Regions from separate parts of the Mus musculus genome. Here all the other regions are linked to region 1. A link is a contact called in public HiChIP or PLAC-seq data. All regions are on one chromosome and are shown on one strand. Each heading gives the region's core, a stretch centred on a gene start, on an enhancer-like site or on the middle of the called end of the contact. The rest is flanking DNA. Distances are from core to core; before and after follow the strand shown. Region 1 overlaps Eya3 (EYA transcriptional coactivator and phosphatase 3). Region 2 overlaps Phactr4 (phosphatase and actin regulator 4). Region 3 has its middle 5.8 kb from the start of Phactr4. Region 4 has its middle 18 kb from the start of Med18.

Region 1 (2,910 bases), core at 233-2,732:
CTGTAATTCCAGCATTCAAGAGGCTGAGGCAGGGGAATTACAGCAACTCTGAGGACAGCCTCAGCTATACAGGGAAATACTGTCTCAAACAAAAATCAAAGGAAACAAAAACAATACCACCAAAACCAAATCAAATCAGAGTAGCTTACAAAGAAACAACGCTGTTCATTTCAGAACCTCCTCAATCCTGGCGAGTGTATTGGGGACACTTGCCAATTCATACTCTAACACATCTGTGAATAGATATGTGAATAGCCATCAATTATATTATACCTAAGTACTATTGCTATCAATAGAGAATTCTTCCTTCTAATAATTTTTAAGTTGAAATATAAGTCTGCTAATAGAAAGATTCAAGTATTTTTTACATTTTCAGCATTTTTTTTAATGTGCTACAACTTGTATTCTTTTCTTTTTTTCCTTTTCTTTCTTGTGATTCTAGAGAGCAAAGCAAGGGCCTCACACAGACTAAGTACTCTACAGTCTACCACTGAGCATATAACAGCTCAGCCATAAAGCTTCTAACATTACGTCACCCCAACTTTTTTTTTAATTGACACAGGCTACATAATAGAAAGTCACACTCACTAGCAACCGAGGAAGCTGTATAACATAAACACAATTCTTGTTTCCACTCTGAGTAACGAGAGTACAGAATTGTTGCAAACATCTTAGAATTCTTATTCCCATGGATTAGTTGTAGTTTGTACATATTTTTACCATTAGTGAAACCTGACAATATTCTGTGGTAAGATGCAGATTTAAAAACACCAAATAATAACAGCTATGATACAGAAGTGAAAAGATTTCAGTGCTATGAAAATGAGCATAGTAAGAATGCAGTTACTAGCTGATGAAGTTACAAACATGCTGGGTTAGTCTTTTAGTTTAAATACCTTTCAAGCACTTGAGCAATAAAGTCTCAATAACTTCCAAGTTTCCGTTCTCACTCCTAGTTTCTAAATACACTTGCTTTATCATCTTGTCTGAAGATGAGAACTCGTTAGTATTCATATGCCTTCATGGAAATATGAACATAAGTAACATATGGGTTTAATGGGTTATATTTAGGATATATATGTACATACAAATATACATGCATGTAATAGCAATTAATGAAAAAAGAAGCTATAACTTTGAAGAAGAGGAGAGAGGGAAATACAGGAAGGTTTGGGAGAAATGTGAAATTAAACTGCAATCTCAAAAAAATATATCAAGAAGAAAAATAGTATTTCCTAAGAGTTCACATTTCTCTACACTGTCAATGAAAAAGCTAAAAACTGGTTTGATTCAAAGAAGCTGACAGTTCTGTTCTTCTGACAGTTCTGTTCTTTTGTCAACTTTTTCAGGAGGTTGGGGGGGGGGGGCGGAGAGCCCTCACAATGTTGCCCAGGCTTGCCAAGAAATCCTGCTCTCAAGTGACAGCTCTCTGCTGAGTCACCTCTCCCGTGCCAACATCATTTCCTCTGTTTATTCTGCAGGGACACTGGGTTTGTGCGGTGCACATGTGGAGCTCAGAGGACAGCCGCAGCAGTCAGCCCTCTCCTTCCACCATGTGGGTTCTGGGGATTCCATTCAGGCCACCAGGCTTGGCAACAGTGCTGTTACCAGCTGAGCCATGAGTCCTGGAACACCCAACTTTAGAATACTATTGTAGTTTCATATGGTCATAAACAAAGCCAAATCTTTGTATAATAGCACAACTACTTTTATTTTCATGGCTAAGAAGTTAGAAAGTAGATAATTAGTAATAAATACTTTATACTTCAAATTTCTAGATTCCTACTTCATAATCTTTCTTTTGTAGCTGAATCAAAGCATTATTTATCTTGTGATCCCTATGGTCCTAAGAACTTAGTCTATTTCAATGTGCTATGCTACTGCAGAAAGGGGAATTAAGTATATATTTATATATACTGTGCCTATGTAAAAGTATGTATGCATCACTCTTGATTACAACTTCAAGAGACGTGTATAAATAATGCAAGATACCTGAGTATATTATATACAGCAAAGGAATTTACAGGCAGTTAGGTGGGCACAGAAGTATTCAAAGATTAACACAGTTCCTTTTTTTTCCAGGACAGGTTTCTCTGTGAATATCTGGCCATCCTAACGTGCTCTTACCAGTGACTAACAGTGGGTGATGCAAAGGAGGAATCTGGATTTTATACATTAGCTTTCAAATAAGTAAATAAAGGCTTGTTCCAATACTTATATATTTCTTCCTGAAAATTAGACAAAAAAATGGCAATAATAACGATTGTGAGGAAGAATGGAGGCTGTAAAAACTGAACATCTCAGCACCAGCTAGAGATAGAGAGGACAAGGGCAGGGTGAGAGAGCGAGTGCATTCCTTTCACCGCCTCACTCAGCTCTCGCTCTATCCTAAGACACAGGCAGCATCTTGGAGTCACCAGATTTAAACAACCTGCCAAAGACCAACTGAATGATGTTACTGTAGGTTAAAGTAGAAATCCGCTATAAAGACCAAGAGGATAGTGATAATGGCTGCACATGATTAAAATACTTGGTATGTCCATTCTCTCTCTCTCTCTCTCTCTCTCTCTCTCTCTCTCTCTCTCTCTCACACACACACACACACACATACACACACACACACACACACACACACACACACACACACAGAGCAGACTAGAAAGACAAACTTATGATCAAACCTAAAAAGTATTTACAATATGAAATAAACAGCTGGGTGCTGTGAAACACAGCTTTAATCCCAGCAATGGGGATGCAGCTAGCTATGAGGCTAGCCTGGTCTATATAGTGAGTTCCACACCAGTCAGAGCTACAGAGACAAACTAGTGTGTGAAACAGTGAGAAGAGCTGATTATCAGTGCGTAGAGAACATTCACCTCACGTGCTATCATTAATTACAAATACATGAAG
Region 2 (2,910 bases), core at 131-2,630, 250 kb after region 1:
TTTGTTTATTTAGTGTACTGTGCGAATGTGTATGCCACAGCACCCACGTGGCAGTCATGGGACAACTTTGTGGAGTTGGTTCTTTTTCTACACCTTGATGTAGCTTCTAGAGGTGAAAATCAGGTCTCTAGGCTTATGTAGTAAACCATTTGCCAGCCTTAGTTAAACCTTCTGGAAATACCTTCTAAGTAAAGCCTGAGGTGGGTTTCCATGGTGACTCTGTCCAGTCAAGTTCACAGTGCTGATTAAATACCACATGGCTCTTCCTTAGATTTTAGGTACCTTTAGGTTCTTGGCGTCTAAGCCGGGGAACAGGGAATATGAGTCTAGTGTTTAATGGTTACTGGATCCTGTTTATTTTCTATATATTTATTTATTTTATTTTATTTTATTTTGACTTTTTGAGACAGGATTTCTCTGTGTAGCCCTGGCTATCTTGGAACTGTATAGGCCTTGAAATCACAGTGATCTGCCTGCCTCTGCCTCCTGAGTACTGGAATTAAAGATATGAACCCACTGGCTATCTGTTTGATATAGTTTTTGAGATAGAGTCTCACTTTGTCGCTTACACTAGCCTCAGACTCAGGGCAATCCCCTGGCCTCAGCCTCTGCACTGCTGGGACTGACAGTCCTACATCACCACCCCAGTGGGACCATGCTTCATTTAAGGATTCTTCATGAAAAGAAATAGCTCTCAGGTTGAAGTGACAATCACCAAGCTTGTTTCGTGGAAGGTTCTGTTTTTCAGGATTCATATTTACCCACAGCACTCATAAAGCTTTTCAGAAAAGTCAAAATAGAATTGTACTGGATGCTTTAGCATAGACAGATAAGCATAGGTGCGTGCTGCCTGAACGTTCCTCTGATTTACTAGGCTCTTTTCCTAAGGCACGCATGCATTTGGTTCTGGTTTTAAAATGAAACTTAGAAGCAAAGGTGTGTGTAGTGTAAAATGTAATTTCCTCTTTGATTTTAAAAGCTCTATGGAAAAAAACATTTTTAAAGGTTTATTTATTTTATATGAGGACACTGTAGCTGTCATCAGATACATCAGAAGAGGGCATTGGATCCCATTACAGATGGTTGTGAGCCACCATGTGGTTGCTGGGAATTGAACTCAGGACCGCTGGAAGAGCAATCAGTGCTCTTAACCGATGAGCCATCTCTCCAGCCTGGAAAGTTTTAATTATATACCCCCTATACTTTCTGTGGTTCTAAAAATTGAAGGTTTTGAAGGGAGGGCTGTTTTATACATGAAATCAGCACAGTGCACTTGAATTACCAGCTGGAGTGAGTTTGATAGAAACAACATTTACATAGTCATCCTCAATTATTTTGCAGGAATTACTGTTGACTCACTGTGGTGCCAGGTGTTCATTACTCAGACTTTTTATTTAGAGGAGGATAAAGGCTGGATTCTTCTGCATATGAGCCGGAAAGGAATGCCCCTTAACCTGAATCCTTGCTAGAAGTTCCTGAGTAACTTTTTCAGGTGCCATGGCTATTCTCAGTTACTGTATCCACAGATACGTGACTGAGGGCCAGTTCTGCACAGATTTCCTGTCTCCTTTACTTGGAGACAGTTTGTGAGCCAACTGAATTGTAAAGCGTTATGAAAGAGAGAGAAGGAAGATGGAGCAGCCATAATTCGTCATCCCTTTGAGTCACCAGCACTGACTGCTACTGTTAAGAAACATTCAGCCCATTGCAAAATCCAGCTGTGGGTCCTCCGTTCTGTCTGCCTGGTTTCTATACATCATTGACATCTCTGGGTTCCTTAATAGAATTCAGTTGGCTCTTCCATGTGATTTTATAAGGCTTTGATTTTTCTCATTAAAAGACTAAGGCTTCTTAATTATTTTTTCTTCTTCTCCTCCTCCTCCTCCTTCTTCTTCTACTTCTTCTTCTCCTCCTCCTCCTTCCCCTCCTCCTTCTCCTCTTTCTCCTCCTCCTTCTTCTTCTTTCTTCTTCTTCTTGGTTTTTCGAGACAGGGTTTCTCTGTGTAGCCTTGGCTGTCCTGGAACTCACTTTGTAGACCAGGCTGGCCTCGAACTCAGAAATCCACCTGCCTCTGCCTCCCAAGTGCTGGGACTAAAGGCATGCACTACCACTGCCTAGCAATTTCTCTTTTTTTAATTCGATATTTTATTTATTTGCATTTCAAATGTTATTCCCTTTCCCAATTCCCCCCTCCAGAAGCCCCCATCCCATCCCCCCTCCTTCTGCTTCTATGAGGGTGTGCACCCACCTACCCACCCAATCTCTTTTATTATAATTACAAAAACCAACTACATTCTGCACATGAAAAAAACAATAGAGTATAAAATAATTGGTGGCCAGTGAGGTTCATTAATATCAAAATGCACTTGATTTTTTTTCCTTATTTGGCAAGCATTCCTTTTGATTCATTATAAAAAGTGCACAGTGGCACACCTGACCAGCCTTCCTGGAGCCTTTTTGTTCCCTTAGCAGAATATTGAATTGATTAAATTATTGGCTTAACAGGAAGGGACTTTAACAATAATTTTAGTCACTTGTGTAGTAGCTCACATGATTTTTTGGTCTGTGTATGTGGTGTATATATAAATGCATGTGTTCTTGTGTGTGTGTGAGCACCCAAGTGCAAGTATACATTGGGTACAGATGTAGGCTCACACGGGGGTACATGAGTCCTCACTGTATGTATCTCTTCTCTGCTCTGCCACGCTCGTCTCGTGTGTGGTGTGTGCATGCAGGTGCCAGAGGCGGACATCAGGTTTATTCATCTGTTGCCCTCCATCCTTTGTTGTTGCTTTGAGACAGGGTTTCTCTGTGTAGCTCTGTCTGTCCTAGAACTCCTGTAGACCAGGTTAGCCTTGAGCTGAGAGACCTGCATGCTTCTGCTTGCCCAGTGCTGGGATTAAAGGCACA
Region 3 (2,910 bases), core at 288-2,787, 220 kb after region 1:
CAAACCAAACCAAACCAAATCTCTCTTCTCTAGATTTAGGACAAGGTAGCACAGCTGCTTGGAGCATTTTCTCCCATCTTCCTTCCTTTTCTTCTCCTCCTCCTCCTCCTCCTCCTCCTCCTCCTCCTCCTCCTCCCTCTTCTTGGAAACAGGGTCTCATTATGTAGTCTAGGGTGGACTATCCAGGAACATATACGTAGCCCAGGCTGGCTTGCCATCATTTCCGTCTAGTGCCTCTGGTTTAATATCTCTTCTTCAAGGAGCAACACTTGGCTTTCTTACAATAATAAATTAGCTTTCTCTGTTGTACGCCATCACCATCATCTTCCTCATAGTTGAGTGTTTTGTATGGTCAGATCTTTACATTTTAAAACTGAAAGAAGCTGGAGCAAAATACACAATTTCAGCTATTTGTTTCTGTTTTGAGACACAGGTTCTCATTATGTGGCTTCGGCTGATGGATTTCACAGGTCCTCCTAACTCTAGGCTAACTAAGGATTGGCCATGTAGCAGAGGATGACATTCAATTGATCCGCTGCCTCCACTACTCAAGTGCTAGAATGTGAAGGCTGGGTTTTATGCACTCTACCAACTGAGCTAAAGCCCAGCCCTCTACCCCTTTGTGGTATTGGGCTTTGAGCCTAGGGTGTTCTGCCCGCCAAGCAGCAGGCTGCCCTTGAACTAAATCCTAGCCCTTTGGCCGTATCCTTTCTACCCTCCTTCTCCTCCCTTTGGGGTCCTGGGATTACAGGTAATCTACTCCATACAGATTGCCTTCTGGTTTGCTTTGTTTCTGAGAGGGGCATGCTACCCATGTAGCCCAGACTGGTTTCAAACTAACAACCTTTCTGTGTCAACCTTCCACATAGGTTGGGGATTACAAGTGAACACATCTGGGGGCTGGTGAGATGGCTCAGTGGGTAAGAGCACCCGATTGCTCTTCCGAAGGTCCAGAGTTCAAATCCCAGCAACCACATGGTGGCTCATAACCATCCGTAACAAGATCTGACTCCCTCTTCTGGTGTGTCTGAAGACAGCTATAGTGTACTTACATATAATAATAAATAAATCTTTAAAAAAAAAAAGTGAACACATCTGCACCCAGATGAATTTTTATTTAAAAAATATTATTCTTTTATGTGTACAGGTGTTTTGCCTGTCTATATATCTGTGCACCAAGTGTATGTGTGAATTTCTATTTTTAAAGCTGGCCAACAATTTGAAGAATGCCCAGAGGCTATGATTCCCCAGAGCCTGCCTGTTTGCAGTCTGTGCTGTTCAACCTGTAGCTATGCTTGGTAACTATTTCTGTGTTAATCATCACTCTATCGTCACCTCATTTATTATCTGTCGACTCCATGCCAGGATCTGTCTCAGTACTTCACATAGATGACCTCATTAATCTCTTAAGCCACCTGTAAGGTCATGCAAGGTTCAGCGAGGTTGAGACACTTGCCCGAGGCCACAAGGTATAAGCGGTACAAACAGATGCTAAAGGTCTGCCGGCTGATCTGCTGTGCTAAGGCACCACCTGTCTGTTTAGCCAATGCTCTGCCTGACAACTCTTATCGTTTGTTGCAGGATCGCTGTGTGTCAGGCACTGTGCTCCCTTGGCCCTGATCCCACCCTTGACCGCAAGTCTGGGAAGGAACTACTGTTTGTTATCATATGTATTTTAGGGATGAGGAAACTGAGTGTTACTCATGGGGGTGGAGAACAAGTTGCAAACCCAATCTGGTGTCACAGACCCCACTGTTAGGAACCCCTAATTACAATTGTTTTGTGGGCAGATTGCAGGGTGATGGGGGAAGGGAAAATTGCTAAAGACAAAACAATCCACCACCACCCCAAAAAAACTACCCAAAACAGCAACAACAACAAAAAGAACTTTCTCCAATTAATCCAAAGGTCCACGGAGACACGGAGACCTAAAAAATCTTCCCCACCTCGTAGGGGGTCGAGGGCAGGATATGTGAACCTGCTAGGGAGTACTGTGGCTTGCAGGTGGCAGCAACATTAACAGTCTCTGTTAATGTTATCTGTCATATGACAGCTGTCATCCCAGCACTCAGGAGGCTGAGACAGGTGGAGTTCAAGGTAATTCTTGACCAAGTATTGGGGCCAGCCTGGCCTACCTGAGCTTCTGTCTTAAAATACACACACACACACACACACACACACACACACACACAAATAATAGCCAACTTTTCACTTCATAAATTCTATTTTTCAAAAACAACATGGAAAAAATATTTGAGACAAGGTTTCTCAGTGTAGCCCTGACTGTCCTGAAACTCTATCTGTAGAACAGAGTGGCCTCAAATTTATAGAGATCTGTCTGCCTCTGCCTCTTGAGTACTGGGATCAAAGGCATGTGCCACCACTGCCCAGCTCTTTTCTTCCTTCCTTCCTTCCTTCCTTCCTTCCTTCCTTCCTTCCTTCCTTCCTTCCTCCCTCCCTCCCTCCCTCCCTCCCTCCCTCCTTCCCTCTCTCTTTCTCCCTTCCTTCCTTCCTTCCTTCCTTCCTTCCTTCCTTTCTTTCTTTCTTTCTTTCTTTCTTCCTTTCTTTCTTTTTATTTTTTTGAGACAGGGTTTCTCTGTATAGCCCTGGCTGTCCTGGAACTCACTCTGTAGACCAGGCTGGCCTCGAACTCAGAAATCTGCCTGCCTCTGCCTCCCGAGTGCTGGGATTAAAGGCATGCGCCACCACTGCTTGGCTTCTTTTGTTTGTTTTAACAAAACTGAATCTATAGAGTAAAGTTTAACAAGCGCTGGGATTTGTCTGCTTCTAGATCACCACTAATTGAGAGACAAGAAAAGCTTTGTTTTCAGAACCCAGTACTCTCTAAAGCAGAGATAACAAAACGCCATTTCTTGGGCTGAGGCTGCAGCTCAGTTGGCAGAGGGTTTT
Region 4 (2,910 bases), core at 172-2,671, 210 kb after region 1:
CCATTACAGATAGTTGTGAGTCACCATGTGGTTGCTGGGAATTGAATGCAGGACCTCCTTAAGAGTAGTCAGTACTCTTAACCACTGAGCCATCTCTCCAACTCAGCCTCTTTCCTTCCTTCCTTCCTTCCTTCCTTCCTTCCTTCCTTCCTTCCTTCCTTCCTTCCTTCCTTTCTTTCTTTCTTTCTTTCTTTCTTTCTTTCTTTCTTTCTTTCTTTCTTTCTCTTTCTCTCTCTCTTTCTTTCTTTTTCTTTCTTCCTTTCTTCCTCCCTCCTTCCCTACCTTTCTCCTCCTTCTCCTCCTCTTCCTCCTCCTCTCCCTCCTCCTCCTCCTCCTCCTCCTCCTCTTCTTCTTCTTCTTCTTCTTCTTCTAATTCTTCTTCTTCTTCTTCTTCTTCTTCTTCTTCTTCTTCTTCCTCTTCCTCCTCTTCTTGTTTTGTTTTTTTTTTGTTTTGTTTTGTTTGTTTGTTTGAGACAGAGTTTCTCTGTGTAGCCCTTGCTGTCCCAGAATTTACTTTGCAGGCCAGGCTGGCCTCAAACTCAAAAATTTGCCTGTCTCTGTCATCTGCCAATTGCTGGGATTAAAGGTGTAAACCACAAGCTCTTGGATCCTAGTTGTTTTTATTTTTGTTTTGTTTGTTTGTAGTATGTCTACCCTGTCCATTTGTCCATCCTGTTCCTGCCTATTCTGTCTCCCCAAGACAGGTTTTCTCTATGTAACCCTGGCTGTCCTGGACTCACTTTATAGACCAGGCTATCCAGGAAATCACAGAGATCCACTTGCTCCGCCTCTGGAGTGCTGGGATGAAAGGCCCGTGCCACCATGCTCAGCTCCAATTTCCTACATTTTTAATTGAGACAGCATTTGCTGTATATCCTAGGCTGGCCTCAAACTCATTCTCCTCCTGCTGGAATTACTGACCCCTTCCTCCATGCCCAGCTCCCTTGTTTATATTTTCACGATGGATGTATAATTTTTATATAATTTAAAAGATAGCCAGGTGGTTGTGGTGCACGCCTTTGATCCCAGCAAGCACTTGGAAGGCAGAGACAGGTGGATCTCTGAGTTTGAGGCCAGCCTGGTACAGAGGGAGTTTCAGGACAGCCAGGGTCACACAGAGAAACCCTGTCTCAAGAAACAAACAAACAAAAATGAAAACAAAAAAACAAAACCAAAAAGTAAAGCAAGGATATATGGAATTTTCCACTTTCCCCCTGGCTGTGGAGTCTGTGTGGTGTGGCCAGTGCTGGAGTACCAAGGAGAAGGGATGCCTGTCCTTGTGCTTGGGAGGTGGTTGGCTTTCTTCTCACCCGAGAGAGGATTTAGCCCAGGATGCTGCCCACAGTGACAGGTTCTCAACAGTGATGCTGCCCGTGGACGGAGCACCAGAGATGAACTTTCCGGACGGGATGTGAGTCACCGTGTCGGCCTTTCGTCAAGCTGACTAATTGCTGCTGTGTTTTTCCTCGGTAGTGTGAGTAGGAAATAATGGGAGTAACCTACGGAACAAACAGACAAACAAGCTCAGTAGACGATAAGCACCCAAGTAAGAAGCTCCCTTGGGCACTGGCTTGGACAACTGGAAGCGAAGTGGAAAATCAAACCCATTTATTGTGATGTCAGTTTATACTCATAAAGCTCTTACTTTATTAAAATCACGATATGGTGGAGAGGGATTGAGGAGGGCATAGTGGACCTCTGGCCTTCAAGTACATGTCTGCACATGTGTGAACACCCACACACATGAACAAAAATAATTGGTAGCACCACCTGAGTGTGGGGGTGCATACCTGTAACTCTTAACACTTGAGAGGAAAAAGCAGGAGACCTGAAGATCAAGGCTACCCTCTGGTTTTACTGCTGTGAACAGACACCATGACCAAGGCAAGTCTTATAAAGGACAACATTTAATTGGGGCTGGCTTACAGGTTCAGAGGTTCAGTCCAGTATCACCAAGGTGGGAACATGGCAGCATCCAGGCAGGCATGGTACAGGAGGATCTGAGTGCTCTACATCTTCATCTGAAGGCTGCTAGCAGAATACTGACTTGCAGGCAGCTAGGATGAGGGTCTTAAAGCCCACACCTATAGTGGCACATGTACTCGAACAGGGCTACATCTTCTAACAGTGCCACTCCCTGGGCCGGGCATATACAAACCCCACCCTTCTAGGCTACACAGCAAATTGGAGACCTGTCTGGTATACATGAGACCCTTTCCCAAAAACTGTGTGTGGGAGGATTAAATAAATAAATTCAGCCAGATGTGGTCCTGCATGCTTATAATCCCTGAACTCTGGAGGCCGAGGCAGGAGAATTGCAAGTTCAAAGACACCTTGGGCAGAGATTGTGTCTCAGAAGCAAAAGAGCAGGAGCTGGTGTGGCTGGCCTTTCTACTTGGTGAGGTTTTCTTTTTCTACCCTTATCCCCTTGGTTTCACCCCTGACACTAGTCAGCAGACAAAGAAGGAGAGAGAGAGAGAGAGAGAGAGAGAGAGAGAGAGAGAGAGAGAGAGAGAAGGAGAAGGGAGAGGGGAGGGGGGAGGGGGGAAGAGAGAGAGAAGGAGAGGGAGAGAGAGAGGGAGAGATCTGAATCTCATTTCTTCCTGTTTCTTCTTTGAGCACAACTACTAACAAACTGCAACCAACCCCACCTAGTGAGGCTCTAGCATTTTTTGTTTTTGTTTTTCAAGACAGGGTTTCTCTGTATAGCCCTGGCTGTCCTGGAACTCACTCTGTAGACCAGGCTGGCCTCGAACTCAGAAACTGGCCTGCCCCTGCCTCCCAAGTGCTGGGATTAAAGCCTCAAGTCACCACCGCCAGGCCAAAGCAGACTCTTAATCCCACACCTGGGATTAAACGAAAACACGTTCTTACAATATTTCTGGCTTTTTTTTTTTTTTTTTTTTTTTA

Evidence for each region. HiChIP or PLAC-seq counts read pairs in DNA pulled down with a chosen protein or histone mark.
Region 2: a contact with region 1 is called in a FOXA1 HiChIP or PLAC-seq map of pancreatic cancer cells. The contact joins two enhancer-like sites. A contact is called at or near these places in 1 of 39 promoter capture datasets (liver), 1 of 115 datasets of contacts at active chromatin or transcription factors (pancreatic cancer cells) and 1 of 9 other capture datasets (liver).
Region 3: a contact with region 1 is called in an HNF4G HiChIP or PLAC-seq map of pancreatic cancer cells. The contact joins two enhancer-like sites. A contact is called at or near these places in 4 of 39 promoter capture datasets (the C10 cell line, the SN4741 cell line, liver and 1 more), 3 of 115 datasets of contacts at active chromatin or transcription factors (the 230-238 cell line, embryonic stem cells and pancreatic cancer cells) and 2 of 9 other capture datasets (adipose tissue and liver).
Region 4: an HNF4G HiChIP or PLAC-seq map of pancreatic cancer cells shows a contact between it and region 1. The contact joins two enhancer-like sites. A contact is called at or near these places in 1 of 39 promoter capture datasets (liver), 2 of 484 Hi-C or Micro-C datasets (bone marrow-derived macrophages and liver), 1 of 115 datasets of contacts at active chromatin or transcription factors (pancreatic cancer cells) and 1 of 9 other capture datasets (liver).

The regions. Positions count from the first base shown.
Region 1 is chr4:132,651,618-132,654,527 of GRCm38.p6, reverse strand. All of the region lies in intron 1 of Eya3 (EYA transcriptional coactivator and phosphatase 3), which reads right to left. Among named protein-coding and RNA genes, the nearest start is that of Eya3, 14 kb to the right of the region's middle. Within about 2 kb of position 1,482, at least 99 of the 459 cell types and tissues checked have an H3K27ac peak or open chromatin away from gene starts, as enhancers often do. A contact at or near this core is called in pancreatic cancer cells, where this site is marked.
Region 2 is chr4:132,401,976-132,404,885 of GRCm38.p6, reverse strand. The region is part of intron 2 of Phactr4 (phosphatase and actin regulator 4); the gene reads left to right. Among named protein-coding and RNA genes, the nearest start is that of Phactr4, 19 kb to the left of the region's middle. Within about 2 kb of position 1,380, at least 59 of the 459 cell types and tissues checked have an H3K27ac peak or open chromatin away from gene starts, as enhancers often do. A contact at or near this core is called in pancreatic cancer cells, where this site is marked.
Region 3 is chr4:132,426,823-132,429,732 of GRCm38.p6, reverse strand. No RefSeq gene overlaps it. Among named protein-coding and RNA genes, the nearest start is that of Phactr4, 5.8 kb to the right of the region's middle. Within about 2 kb of position 1,537, at least 35 of the 459 cell types and tissues checked have an H3K27ac peak or open chromatin away from gene starts, as enhancers often do. A contact at or near this core is called in pancreatic cancer cells, where this site is marked.
Region 4 is chr4:132,444,807-132,447,716 of GRCm38.p6, reverse strand. No RefSeq gene overlaps it. Among named protein-coding and RNA genes, the nearest start is that of Med18, 18 kb to the left of the region's middle. Within about 2 kb of position 1,421, at least 27 of the 459 cell types and tissues checked have an H3K27ac peak or open chromatin away from gene starts, as enhancers often do. A contact at or near this core is called in pancreatic cancer cells, where this site is marked.